Regions from separate parts of the Mus musculus genome. Here region 1 is linked to region 2. The links are chromatin contacts, called in public Hi-C maps. All regions are on one chromosome and are shown on one strand. Each heading gives the region's core, a stretch centred on a gene start, on an enhancer-like site or on the middle of the called end of the contact. The rest is flanking DNA. Distances are from core to core; before and after follow the strand shown.

Region 1 (6,057 bases), core at 504-3,003, 240 kb before region 2:
TCCAATGTGACTGATAACCCTGTAAGAAGAGGTAAGAACACAGACAAGGAGCAAGAGCCTTCTGCAAGCTGGGGATAGACTCCCTCCAAAGAAATCAGCTCTGCCAAGGCTTGACCTTGAGCTTTGCAGCACTCAGCTTTGAGACGCTGCATTGTTGTACGACAGTGAAACAAGCAGGTTTATGGTGTTTTGTCCTGAACTATAGAAACGTAATACTGCACTGCAGACAGCAAAGGAAGAAAGATCGCTTCCTTAGAGATTTCACACCCACAAATGAGATCTAAAATGCAATTCACTGGGGCTAGAGAGATGGCTCAGCGGTTGAGAACACTAACTGCTCTTCCAGAGGTTCTGAGATCAATTCCCAGCTGACAACAATCTCTAGTGGGATATGGTGCCCTCTTCTGATGTGTCTGAAGAAAGCAACAGTATGCTTACATACAAAAAATAATAATAATAAATCTTTAAAAAATTCAATGCACTGAAACAATGCAAGTGCATGTTCAAAGACATTGGTGACATAAAAGCCATGTTTGTCATGCAATAAAATAATAATGTCAATGACAGCTTAATGTTTTAACTTTGACAAGACATTCCTCCTGACTAATGTTTTTATGCTGTATTTTTCTAGCTTCATAAAGGTCATTTATTAGATTTAGTTCTGTCACCATTTCATAATTTTATACCTTAAGGAATTTTCTGAATTTTGTATTAATGCTTACTCTGAAAATAAATTTGCAGTTGATGAATGTCCCTTTAGAATTTCCCCACTTAAAATAAGCTTTATGGCTTTCTTAAACCAAGGAAAAAAGAAAGCATAAATCAAAGGGTTCATGGCTGAGTTATAATAGGTACCCCAGCAACAGATTTCATAGACATAGGCAGGAGTGATGAAGCCCATGAAAGCATCAACCAATGCGTCAATTGTGTATGGGAGCCACGAGACCATAAAAGCCACCACAGTGACCCCCAAGGTTTTTGCAGCCTTCCTCTCTCTCTTGGCCACTCTGGCTTTGTGACTCTCTGAGGATGATTCACCTCTGTTGCCACTTACAGAAGTTTCAATTTTTACAGCTTGCTGTTTGGCTACCAAAAATATTTTGCTGTAAAGAATGATCATAACAAGGGTAGGTATGAAGAATAGAAGAAAACTTATCAAAACAAAGTCTTGATTGATAACAATTTGGCAGCCCCCTACACAATTTAGAGCACTTACTAAGCTTTCAATCCCCTTAGCACTGATGCCTGTGTAAAACACTGCACTGCTGTACACCAGGGGCAGAATCCAGGAGATGCTGATGCAAATTCCAGACACAGACACTGTGAACTTGGTGGGATAGACCAGAGGGTCCGTGACAGCGATGTACCTGTCCACTGAGATGAAGCAGAGGTGGAGGACAGAAGAGTAACAAAAAGCCACATCACAACAACTGTGAAGGCTACAAAATGCATCTCCAAAGTACCAGCAGCTCTCAATGGACCTGACCATGCTGAAGGGCATCACAGAGATGCCCACCAAGAAGTCAGCACTGGCCAGAGAGGCGATGAGAAAATTGGCTGGAGAGTGCAGCTGCTTGAAATGGAGAACTGAAATCACCACCAGGAGGTTCCCACACACTGCCAGCACAGCCCCAAAGCCATAGACCATGTACAGGATGACCCGGGGCCCTGGAGAATAGGGAGTTTTAATACAGGATCCATTCGTGTTCTCATAGCAGAGCTGCAGGGCTGGTTGGGAAAAGTTGCTGGTCATGAATCTGCTTTTTGATGCTTGGGGGATTTCTGTCCTGCTAGAAGACAACAGTAATTTTGAGATATAAAAATTAAAGAAATGAACTCCATACTGAAGAATTAATTTTAAATATAACCCACGGTTATAAATCCTTTTTGTATTTTAATTATAAAAAATGAAGAAATATCAAACCTCAGAAAATCAATTTTCCCATTGATGGTCACACAATTATTCCTATAACTATGTTAAACGTCACTGTTAATCCCAGGCAAATTGATTTTAATACTGACTTTCAACTATCCAATTACCTGAGTAATTGAGAGTAGATTCCTTTCTTGCAAAAGATGATGACTTATAATGGCACATTCAAAGGTCACCTTTAATAGTATTTCAAATTCTATGTTGTTTTCAGAAGACAGCCAATCCACTCCATCTGCTGTAGGCTCCACATGAGGAGTCCCTACAGTGTAAGGTGTGAATATTCAAAGCACAATCACTGTTGTTAATTATAATTAGTAAGTTCTATAAATTATGTTTCTCTGTACACTGCTAATTTGTGCGAGTAGTGCTGATGTCCAGAACCAAGAATTTTTTGACTACTCTGAAAAGTTCAGTATTTGACAATTATTTTAACTATTTAATATTTTTAGCCTGATATATAGATATTTCTTATTCGATGATTGAAGTCATTATTATAAGTTCAGATGTTTTAGGGAAACTATTTTCTTTCTAGAGTAGTAAATTGAAAACTTTTGAAGAAAAATGTGGTCAACTGTTTAGGGAAAAGATACTAAAGATGTTCTGTAATTAGTTTACAGCAATACATTGATTGTGAGGAAAGAAATCAATAGATAATTCCATTGCTCAGTCATGGAAGTCTTATAGGTCACGCTCTTTTAGACTCTCTATACCACATTCACCTCAATTGAGACACACACTCTCTGTCTGATCAGTGGCATTTCCAAATCACATGGCAAGATGCAAAACTCAAATAGAAGCAACAAAATAAAGACACAAACCTGAAACATCATCCAGGCAACTTTCAGATCACATGGATCCATTGCATTGAGGATACACGGGGAGGGATGGGCAAGTGTTACCTAGAACACTGAATGCTTTAGTATGGTGATGGTTTCCTGTAATTCAGTAGTTCATGCAAAGATTCAGGGCTTTTACACTTCATTAGTCAAAGATGTCCCACTTAAAGGAAAGATCCAATGACTTCATCTTGTATCTGCACACATCAAAAAGAAGCACAGAGGTTGATACACCTCTTCATGACCTCAAGGTGACATACTCCTCACTTGGAATTATCCTTCTGGCTGGCTTTGTCTAGAGGCAAGAGCAGGAGAATGCCCTGTGTTTAGGTGGGACTTTGATAAAAAGTCAGAACATTAGGTGACCTGTGGTGCTGGAGGTAACAGTTGGAGGGACACTGTGCTGAGGATTTGCACTGGGGTGAGCAGGGAGCCCTTGGTGGTTCTGAAGCAAAGCCATGTGAATTGGCATGGAGGGCCAATACACTGTTTTGAAAGACAGCTCTTTGTATACTTCTGAACTGAAGTGGTGATAGGACCTTTGAACTTTGATATCAAGTGATCCCGTGGTGTCTAACACTATCCATTGTGACCTAGTTCCTCCTGGATCATTCAGGGGAAGTGAGCCATCTGAGGGCAGGCACAGGGAAGCTGCTTGTGCCCAGAGCAGGAGCCCAGAGCTCATGTTACTCCCTCCCCTCTAATGCCCTAGTGACCTCGATTTCATACTTCAGATGACTTGATTAAAAGCTGCAGGTGGGTTTGTCGTGAGCTGCTTTATTGCATCGGTGTGCACCAAAGTGATAGTTATGATTTAAACTTGCTCAGCGTATTCATGATCACAGAGAGGGCGACCATCCCAATAGCTGGAGTGTTGATTTTGCTTCATTCATGTCAACAACAGGATTTCCCCCACCTGGTTGAATCTCCCCTTCCTGGAACTTCACTCAGTATTTTACTTGCTGTATGAAGTAACTCTCTGAATGCTTCCACATTTTCTCTTTCAGGCACTGTGCTCTCAGAAGGGAAGCCCTCTGGAAATTTTATACAAGTGAGTTTAGTTCATTTAGCAGTTAGTTACTGTTTAGAAGCTGATATCCCTGAGGGGAAAGGACACAGCACAAACCTGTCCTTATTCGCCTGGAGTGCAGGGCCTCCAAGAGAGAGGACAATCCTGGAGAAGGGTGTAAGGTCAGGGCTCTCAAGTGGGTTTTGCTGTCTTGGCAAATTTACTCCACCAAGAGTCTTCAGGGACTCTAGACATTTATGGCTTTTTTCTTAACAGGGTGTACAATGCTAAGCTTGGGACTGTTTTATGAAGTATTGCATGATTACCCTCTGGCATTAGTATCATGTGCATATGTGTGTATGTTTGGACAAAGTAAAACATCTAAATAGTTTCCTATGAGATTCTTGAGTCGAAAGTCTCTGCCTTGTACTTCTGGAAATATTGGAGTAGGATTTATTTTTCTGGTCTAACCTGTTCACAATGAGAATAGAGTGTTGACTTTAAAAACATATGTGGATATAGTTACCCTAGCTTCAGAATTTGGGGAATAAAGTCTCTAAAATGGTTTCTTATTTACTTTTAAAGTAATATTAACAATCAGAAAAACAAAATACTATTTCTAAAAACCCACATAAAAAACTGTTCATATAAGCATCATTTTATTTTGTAATTACATTGTCTTTATTCTTTACACTTGGATTCCTCATCTTCTTGTGGACACCTGATACTTCACGCAAGATTTTTTTTCTTTTTTTCAAAAAAAGAACTTTGTTTTTTAAACACATTTTATAGGACATGCATTAAAATTTCTTGAGTGAAACACCTTATTGATTTTTTTTCTTGCACACATCATGTTACAGTGTTTCAGCAGCTTGATCCATTTTGCTTTCCAGACAGTTCTTCACGGACAACACTCCATTTTACCTCCATTTTCCAGACGAGGCCTCAGTCTTGCAAATAGCAAGTAACTTAACCCAAGTGAAGCCTGTGCATGATGTAGAGGATTTTGGGCATTTCACACACAGGTCTATGACCTCAGGAGCTCCCTCTGAACCCTTGCCTTGTGCACAGCTTCTTCAGACAAAAGAAAAAGCAACTGGCATCCAATCAAACGTGCCGTACGCAGTCCTTATGAGATATTGGCTATATGCTGTCAGTTAAGAAGAATTATTAATATTTACACATTTTCCGTTTTATAAAACCAAATAAAAATGAAAAGTCATTTAAGTTTTTAAAAGCAAAAGACTAATGAGCCATTATTAAATGGTTGAGAAATTAAAACTTGGTGACTTGTTTACTTTAAGAAATATTTTTAAAGGTTTAAAATTGGAATATTCAAAAAAGGTGTAGCAATTTTGTATTTTCTGTAAACATCCAATTTCTTGATTTATAAAGGACATAAATGTACCTACCTAAAATGGAAAATATTTTTACACTATTAATTATTATAACACATGGTTTTGTACAATAGAGTATATGACAGCCAGAGAGGTGTCTCAGTGATAAGGGTGCTTGTTGCTCTTCCAGAGGACCTGAGATCACACATGCTCGAGGCAGCGTACAATCTTCTGTAACCCTCGTTACAAGAGATCTAATGACCTTTCATTGACCTACACAGGCACCTACATACAAGCATACATCAACACAGACAGACAGAAAGACAGACAGACAGACCAGACACACACACACACACACACACACACACACACACACACACACACACACACACGAAGGCAGAAGAGACAGAAAAATGGAGGAAAAAGGAGAAATAGGAATGGGTCAAATATCTGAAATAAGTATTGTCAGTCACTCTTAGTTTTTAACATAAGAAAACTCTTAACAATCTAGGGCATGTATGTTGCCCTTAATGGTTATTTTAAAGTAATTAGATGTTGAAACTAGTATTTCAAGTATTGTTCTGTCACTGTTTATGTATATATATATGTGTGAGAAATGTGATTGCTTAGGGCTGAGCTTCCAATGTGTGAAAGTAAGACTGAGTCAAAGGCAGAAGAGAGAAAGAAAAACAAACACGACTTCTTGATGGGGAAAAGTAAAGAGGCCATGACACCCAGCTAGGGAAGCATTTAGTGTGGCTTCTGTTACAAATGAAAACCTCTACTGCAGCAATGCTTGGTCTCATGGGTAGTTCTTAGAGGTCTAGGTGTGAATGATGACTGTTATCATTCATTCATTCATTCATTCATTCATCCATCCGTAGCCATGCTAGGCATGAGAACTGTGCCCTCACACTTACTAGGCAAACTCTATCACTGTTC
Region 2 (6,080 bases), core at 463-2,962:
TAAGAGAGTCAATGTGAGTGTGTGTGTATGTGTGTGTAAGAGTGTAAGATGACTGCCTCTGTGTGTGAGTGTAAGATGACTGTCTCTGTGTGTGAGTGTATGTGTGAGTATAAGATGACTGTCTATCTGTATGTATGTGAGTGTAAGATGACTGTCTCTGTATGTGAGTGTGTGTGTGTGTGTGTGTGAGATGATTGCCTCTCTGTGTGTGAATGTATATTTAAGTGTAAGATGACTGTCTCTGTGAATGTGTGTGTGTGAGTGTAAAACAACTATCCCTCTGTGTAAGTGTGTGCATGTATAATATGAATGCCTCTATGTGAGAGTATGCATGTGTGAGGGCAAGGGAAATTTTAAAGGAGGAAGAGAATTTTTGTTGGCCCTCTGCAAGCCTTCCTTTCTCATTCACTGTGAGATCTCTCTTCATTTCCATTATTCCTTTTGCTTTTACTTTTGTAAAGTGAGCTTCACTGTGACATGTCACACACACTTGCATGTGTGTGATAGTTTACACATAGTGAGCTTTGTTGTGACAGGTCACACACACTTGCATGTGTGTGATCATCTGATCGCTCCTCCAACTCCTACTCTCCCTCCCACTTTCACTTCCCCTTCATTTTCTCATCTACCCACTTTCCTCTCATATTTACTGTCACGTCTTTGGCTTTAATCACTTCTGGGTGACTTTTCTATGTGTGCAGGTACGTGGCACAGTGCTTATGTGAAAGTCAGTGGACATCTTTGTGGAATCTGTTCTGTCCTTCCACCATATGGGTCCAGGGGATCAAACTCGGGGTGTCAAGTCTGGTACAGGCTCTTTAGCCCATTGAGCGTCTCACCAGCCTCTTTTTTTTATATGACCCAGTGAATTTCATTGTTTTTTGTTGTTTTGTTTTGTTTTGTTTTGTTTTACAGGAACTTGTGCACATTACCAGTAGCTACACCATTGAGAAAATAAATGTCTTTTCCTCCTCCACCCGCCATTAACGGCTTATGGATCCTGGAGATGAAGGGATCCCATGAGTCTCATTTCTCCCACGACAGGCTGGAGGGGTCCGATCTCCTGCCTGGTAATCTCATCCACTGTTTACACATTTAATCCCAGCACAAGAGAGGCAGAGGCAGCTTGATCTGCCTGTGAGGCTGAGGCCAGCTTGATCTACAGAGTGAGTTTCAGAACAAGCCAGGGCTACCTAGAAAGATGTTGTCTCAAAACAAACAAACAAATGAAAGAGTGCACAGTCTTTTGTATCCTCTTCACCTTCTCTGAGCTGTGGACAGTGTAATGGAGATGCCCCCCACTTCGATGGAAACTTCACCAACCACTTACTCTCAGCATTTTGATCACTTACGAGTCCCCGCTATTACTGATGCCCACTGTAGAAAGGTGCTTCTCTAGCCAAAGCTGACAGTGGCTGTTGTGTCCGGCCAGCGGCTCACATGTCTGGGTTCTGTTCTGGAAAGGCATCTTGGAATCTGGAAGAGAAGAGGGAGCTAGGCAGACAAGAGAAAGATGAAGCTAAGACAAAATTCTGATCAAAGCTCAATTTTACTAGTTCGTGCACCGAGTTATGAAGGAGGGGAAGGGGCCCGATTCCCGCCAAATCATCTTGGAGTAAGGTTACAGGTGAACAGGTGATACAGCTAGGTGGCAGGCAGCGGCAGTGGGAGTAGTAGGACGATAAGGCCGCAAGCTCCGCCCGATGCTCTCTAACACTGAAACCTGAGCAAACAAGTTTCAGGCTGGGGAGGGGAGGTTACAAGTGGCACCACTGGGTGGGGATAAAGAGTTATTTAGAGGCAATTTGATCAGCTCTTCATTTTCACTTGGCAAAGCAACAGCTGTAGGGTTCTCATTAGTGCCTATTACAACTCTAGTAATGGGCTTTTGATATGATTTACAGTACCAGACAGGAATTCTCCCCCTGTGCCATAGGCCTCAATTCCGTGAGAAAGCATTGATAGACCCCATAAGAAAGAGCCTTGCCCCTATTACACCAGCACATTTGTATTATTCTTACAGGGTCCACACTATAGCCCAGGCTGGCCTTGAACTCATGATTCACTTGCCTCCCAAATGTGTATGTTATTGGTATACTACTGGCATGGTCAAGGAAGTTAAGTCCAGAAGTTTTTGGAAGCCAAAAAGGTAGGAAAGGTTACGTAAACTAAGTTAGAAGCAAAGTTCACTGGTGCTGCATGTCAGAGGCTAGGCTTGGCTTCAGCTCAGAGTACAGACTACAGCATAGAACAGTGCAAGGCAAGGGTGCTGTACGGGGCTTTTCATTTGGACTGCTGAAGTCTTAAAGTGTGTTAAAGATAAATGCTGGGGCTGGTGAGATGGCTCAGTGGGTAAGAGCACTGACTGCTCTTCCGAAGGTCCAGAGTTCAATTCCCAGCAACCACATGGTGGCTCACAACCATCTGTAACGAGATCTGATGCCCTCTTCTGGAGTGTCTGAAGACAGCTATAATGTACTTCCATATAATAAATAAAATAAATCTTAAAAAAAAAAAAAGATAAATGCTGTTAGCAGAACTTGCTCTCATTTATGAGGGGTGCAAGCACAGATGACTGCAGAGTCAGAGAAAATTCCCCTGGGCCTGGACTTAACTCAGACACATGTGAGATCTCTCCAGCCCTCTTATAACTTCCCCATTCCAATTCTGACTGGGTGCTATGGGTCTAGGTCATTCAGAGATTCACCAGTCTGGCCACGAGGATATTTAACAAAGAAGAGACTTTTATTCAGGTGCTGGCATCTGTACCTGGTGCCAGAACTGTGTTCCAAGACCTGAGATATTCAAGATGTAGCATTTAGCCATATTATCCCAGGGCGTATAAAGAGAAAAACCATAGAATTATGTGACTTGAAAAAAGTCATCTTATATCTTGGGTATCCTAGGTTTTGGGCTAATATCCACTTATCAGTGAGTACATATTGTGTGAGTTCCTTTGTGAATGTGTTACCTCACTCAGGATGATGCCCTCCAGGTCCATCCATTTGGCTAGGAATTTCATAAATTCATTCTTTTTAATAGCTGAGTAGTACTCCATTATGTAAATGTACCACATTTCCTGTATCCATTCCTCTGTTGAGGGGCATCTGGGTTCTTTCCAGCTTCAGTAGTGTTGAAACTCTACTAACCACAGCTATATAGACTCACTGTTTTATAGGATCTGTGCCTAAAATTAAGCCTTAGTCTTTGGATGGAACAATTCAGTGCTACAGATGCCCTAAGTTAGATTGTTTTTTATATGAACTTAGGATAGCTGTAATTCTTTCTGGCACATTTTAACCACTTTCACTGCTAAGATGAGCATAAGGTCAATATGGTAGCAATTACCTGTAACCCCAGCGTTCAGATACTCAGAGTAGGGAGTTTGCCAGTTTGAGCCTAGCTTAAGCGAGTGCAGTGAGATCCTGTCTTGGGAAGGAGATGGGGCTTGAGGGGGCAGAGAGAAAGGCACAAATGGGATCTTAGCCTTGATCTTAGCCAAATCTGTAAGGAAAGGCCTTAATTCAGAGGCCGAGAGACCTTTCAAAAGTTACATAACTAGTTTCTAGATGCCACCTGCTAACGATTTGTTGAGTAAGATTGTTCAACATCTGTGGCCACATTAGTGACACTCTGTCCTCTCATCCTACAACCAGTGAGCAAGAGAGACGACACACAGTACACAGCAACGTTCTGGTTTTTCTGTCCCCATAAACTTCTAAGGTGACTAGTAAATGCTTGCAGGGGCAGTGTTTGTCATTCGCTGGAACTGGGGACATTCTTAAGTCATTGTAAGCAGAACTGAAATAAAATATATCACATAAAATATTATAATCTGCCACTTCAGAAACTATATGCTACCAAAAGGGCTGGGGTCTGTAGGCCGCTGGAGAAAGAACTAAATTAATAAGTGAACAAGTAAATAGGTAAGTACAACTATAAAGAATTAGTTACAGTTTGGTTCTCAGGGAAAGTGAAACCTGACCCTATGCACCAGGCCTAAGAGAAGCACATCGCCTCAGGCTGCCTTGTCCCTTTCCATAAATGCCCAAACCCTTCTGTTTCCATGATCTGGGTTCATAGTTTATCCAGGGGAGAGCCCTATTAAGATGACAATTTTTTGTTCTCTAGGTAACTGATCTATTTTCAAAAGAAGGTCATTTTATCGATTGTGTTAGTTTCCTAAAACCTTGATGATGCTCTCCCTCCCCCTCCCCCTCCCCCTCTCCCTCTCCCACTACCTCTCCCAGTCTCTGTGGGGGGAGGGGGGTTCATGTTGGGTGTGTTTGTATCTCTCTGTCTCTCTTCATCTCTTTGTGTGTGTGTCTGTCTGTCTCTCTGTAACTCTGTCTCTGTCTCTCTTTCTGTGTCTCTCTATCTCTATCATCTTCTCTTTCTGAAAATGAACTGGTGTAGGCAAGGCAAGATCTCAAAGCCAACCATGTAGAAGTGCTTTTTCTTCTCTCCCGACTCCCAGGCAAGGACAAGCAGCCAGCGCTGGGAGACTGATCCAACTGGGTCCCTGTCCAGATCTATGTGGACTTTGAGTTAAGACTTAAGTCTTACTCAGCTAACTGTTCTCTAACTGTTCCCTACGTAAGATTAGATGTTAAAAAACCAGTGGGTCGCTTTGTGGACTATTTTCTACTCTTCTCAGTTCCCTCCCCAGCAATCTCCACCCAGTTTTTTCAATGCTACTGTGATAAGATAGTGAAATGGCCTTTGGCCGTTTTATTTTCCCTCAAGAGCTGATGTGATGAGGATGAGCCTGCTCAGCTGGAATGTAGAATAACTCCATTATTAAGGCTCTGCCAGGACAGGATGACTGACTACCACACAGAGGCACTGGATGTTTTTGTATTTCTCAGCACAATCTGAGTTCTTGATGTGGGAATATTAGGAAAATAAAGTTTCCATCTCAGTTCCAAAAAGAAAAAAAAAAAAAAAGAAATGGCCTTTGGCTATGAACCTTTAATTTGATCTGGGAAACTCCATGTTTTAGTCCTTTTCCCTTGGATCAAGTGGTTTCATGAAGTTAATACTTAGCCCTACTCCAAGGAAATGCCTCAGAGATTTCTGCTAGTGCACGGCGTCAACACAACACTGATTGATGGCTAGGGCCTAAGAGGACACAGCTTGCTGAGCTTGCCCTGCGAGACAGTGTTCCCTCACTTCCTTGAAGTGACCTTGGAGATTTTCAGTTCATTGATTTTTCTGCCAACCTGGCTTCCTCCGAAAGACTTAGTGAAATTTCTGTCTAGATTCCTGACTTGAAGTCTAACCTTAACCATCTAAATCCAGCAGCTACATTTCCCTTCTAGCCTTGATGCCCTCAAAAGCTCCTACCTAAGACATGTTCTATGGATACCAAGGACTCCTGCTAGCTCTTCACAGGTCCAAGGCTGCATTATAGGTTTAAACCTTTGACTTTGTGGGGCTAGAGAGTTAGAAGTGATTACGTGGCTGCTCTTCTAGCAGACTTGGGTTCAATTCTTCGTACCTATGAAAGATCCTGCCAGAATGTAAAAGGTCACAGAAGCCCTGAAATTGGCAAAATAGATTTCATTGTTAGCAGAAGTAGCTACACTGATTTAGAAAAATAGAGGTGCACAATGCTCTGGTCCCTCCTCAAACCCGTGTGTCTGCCAATGTTCTGACCGTTCCTTGAACACAGGTGTGTGCCCACTGCTGCACCTCACTGCCTGGTGTTTGTGGTATTGGTTGCTGGGATAGAGTCGGAAAATCTCCCCAGCAACCACAGCTGGGACCAATCCGGAGTTACTACACCTGCATTAGACTCTCCTTGTTTCCCTCCCATACCCATTTCTTGAGAAATCAATCATTTTACATTGTTTAGATCTGGAAATCCCCTACTCCCCCCTTCTCCTTTCCCCCCTGAGGGCCTATAAAAACTGGAACCCCTTTCCCCTCGGGGTCGAATCCTCTACTCCTGCGTGGGATATGAGTCATCCCCAGAGCTCTGGCTTTCCCCGAATAAAGCCTCATGTGGTTTGCATCAAGCTTGGTCTCTCGTGAGTTCTTGAAGGTCCGTTATTATACTGAGACTTGAGTGAGGGTCC

The links. A called contact is a pair of places that touch in the nucleus more often than the background predicts.
Region 1: a contact with region 2 is called in a Hi-C map of liver, with 4 times the contacts expected there. The contact joins the promoter of Taar8a here to the enhancer-like site in region 2. A contact is called at or near these places in 3 of 39 promoter capture datasets (embryonic stem cells, liver and maxillary cranial neural crest), 1 of 15 datasets of contacts at CTCF or cohesin (the NIH/3T3 cell line), 16 of 484 Hi-C or Micro-C datasets (CD4 T cells, the STO cell line, brain and 9 more), 4 of 115 datasets of contacts at active chromatin or transcription factors (bone marrow-derived dendritic cells, embryonic stem cells, extraembryonic endoderm stem cells and 1 more) and 4 of 9 other capture datasets (adipose tissue, liver, macrophages and 1 more).

The regions. Positions count from the first base shown.
Region 1 is chr10:24,072,196-24,078,252 of GRCm38.p6, reverse strand. It overlaps Taar8a (trace amine-associated receptor 8A), which reads right to left and starts at 1,753. Exons shown (of 1, transcript NM_001010830.1): 1 at 719-1,753. The coding sequence starts at 1,753. The coding sequence ends at 719.
Region 2 is chr10:23,835,228-23,841,307 of GRCm38.p6, reverse strand. No RefSeq gene overlaps it. Among named protein-coding and RNA genes, the nearest start is that of Vnn3, 13 kb to the left of the region's middle. Within about 2 kb of position 1,712, at least 22 of the 459 cell types and tissues checked have an H3K27ac peak or open chromatin away from gene starts, as enhancers often do. A contact at or near this core is called in differentiating embryonic stem cells and liver, where this site is marked.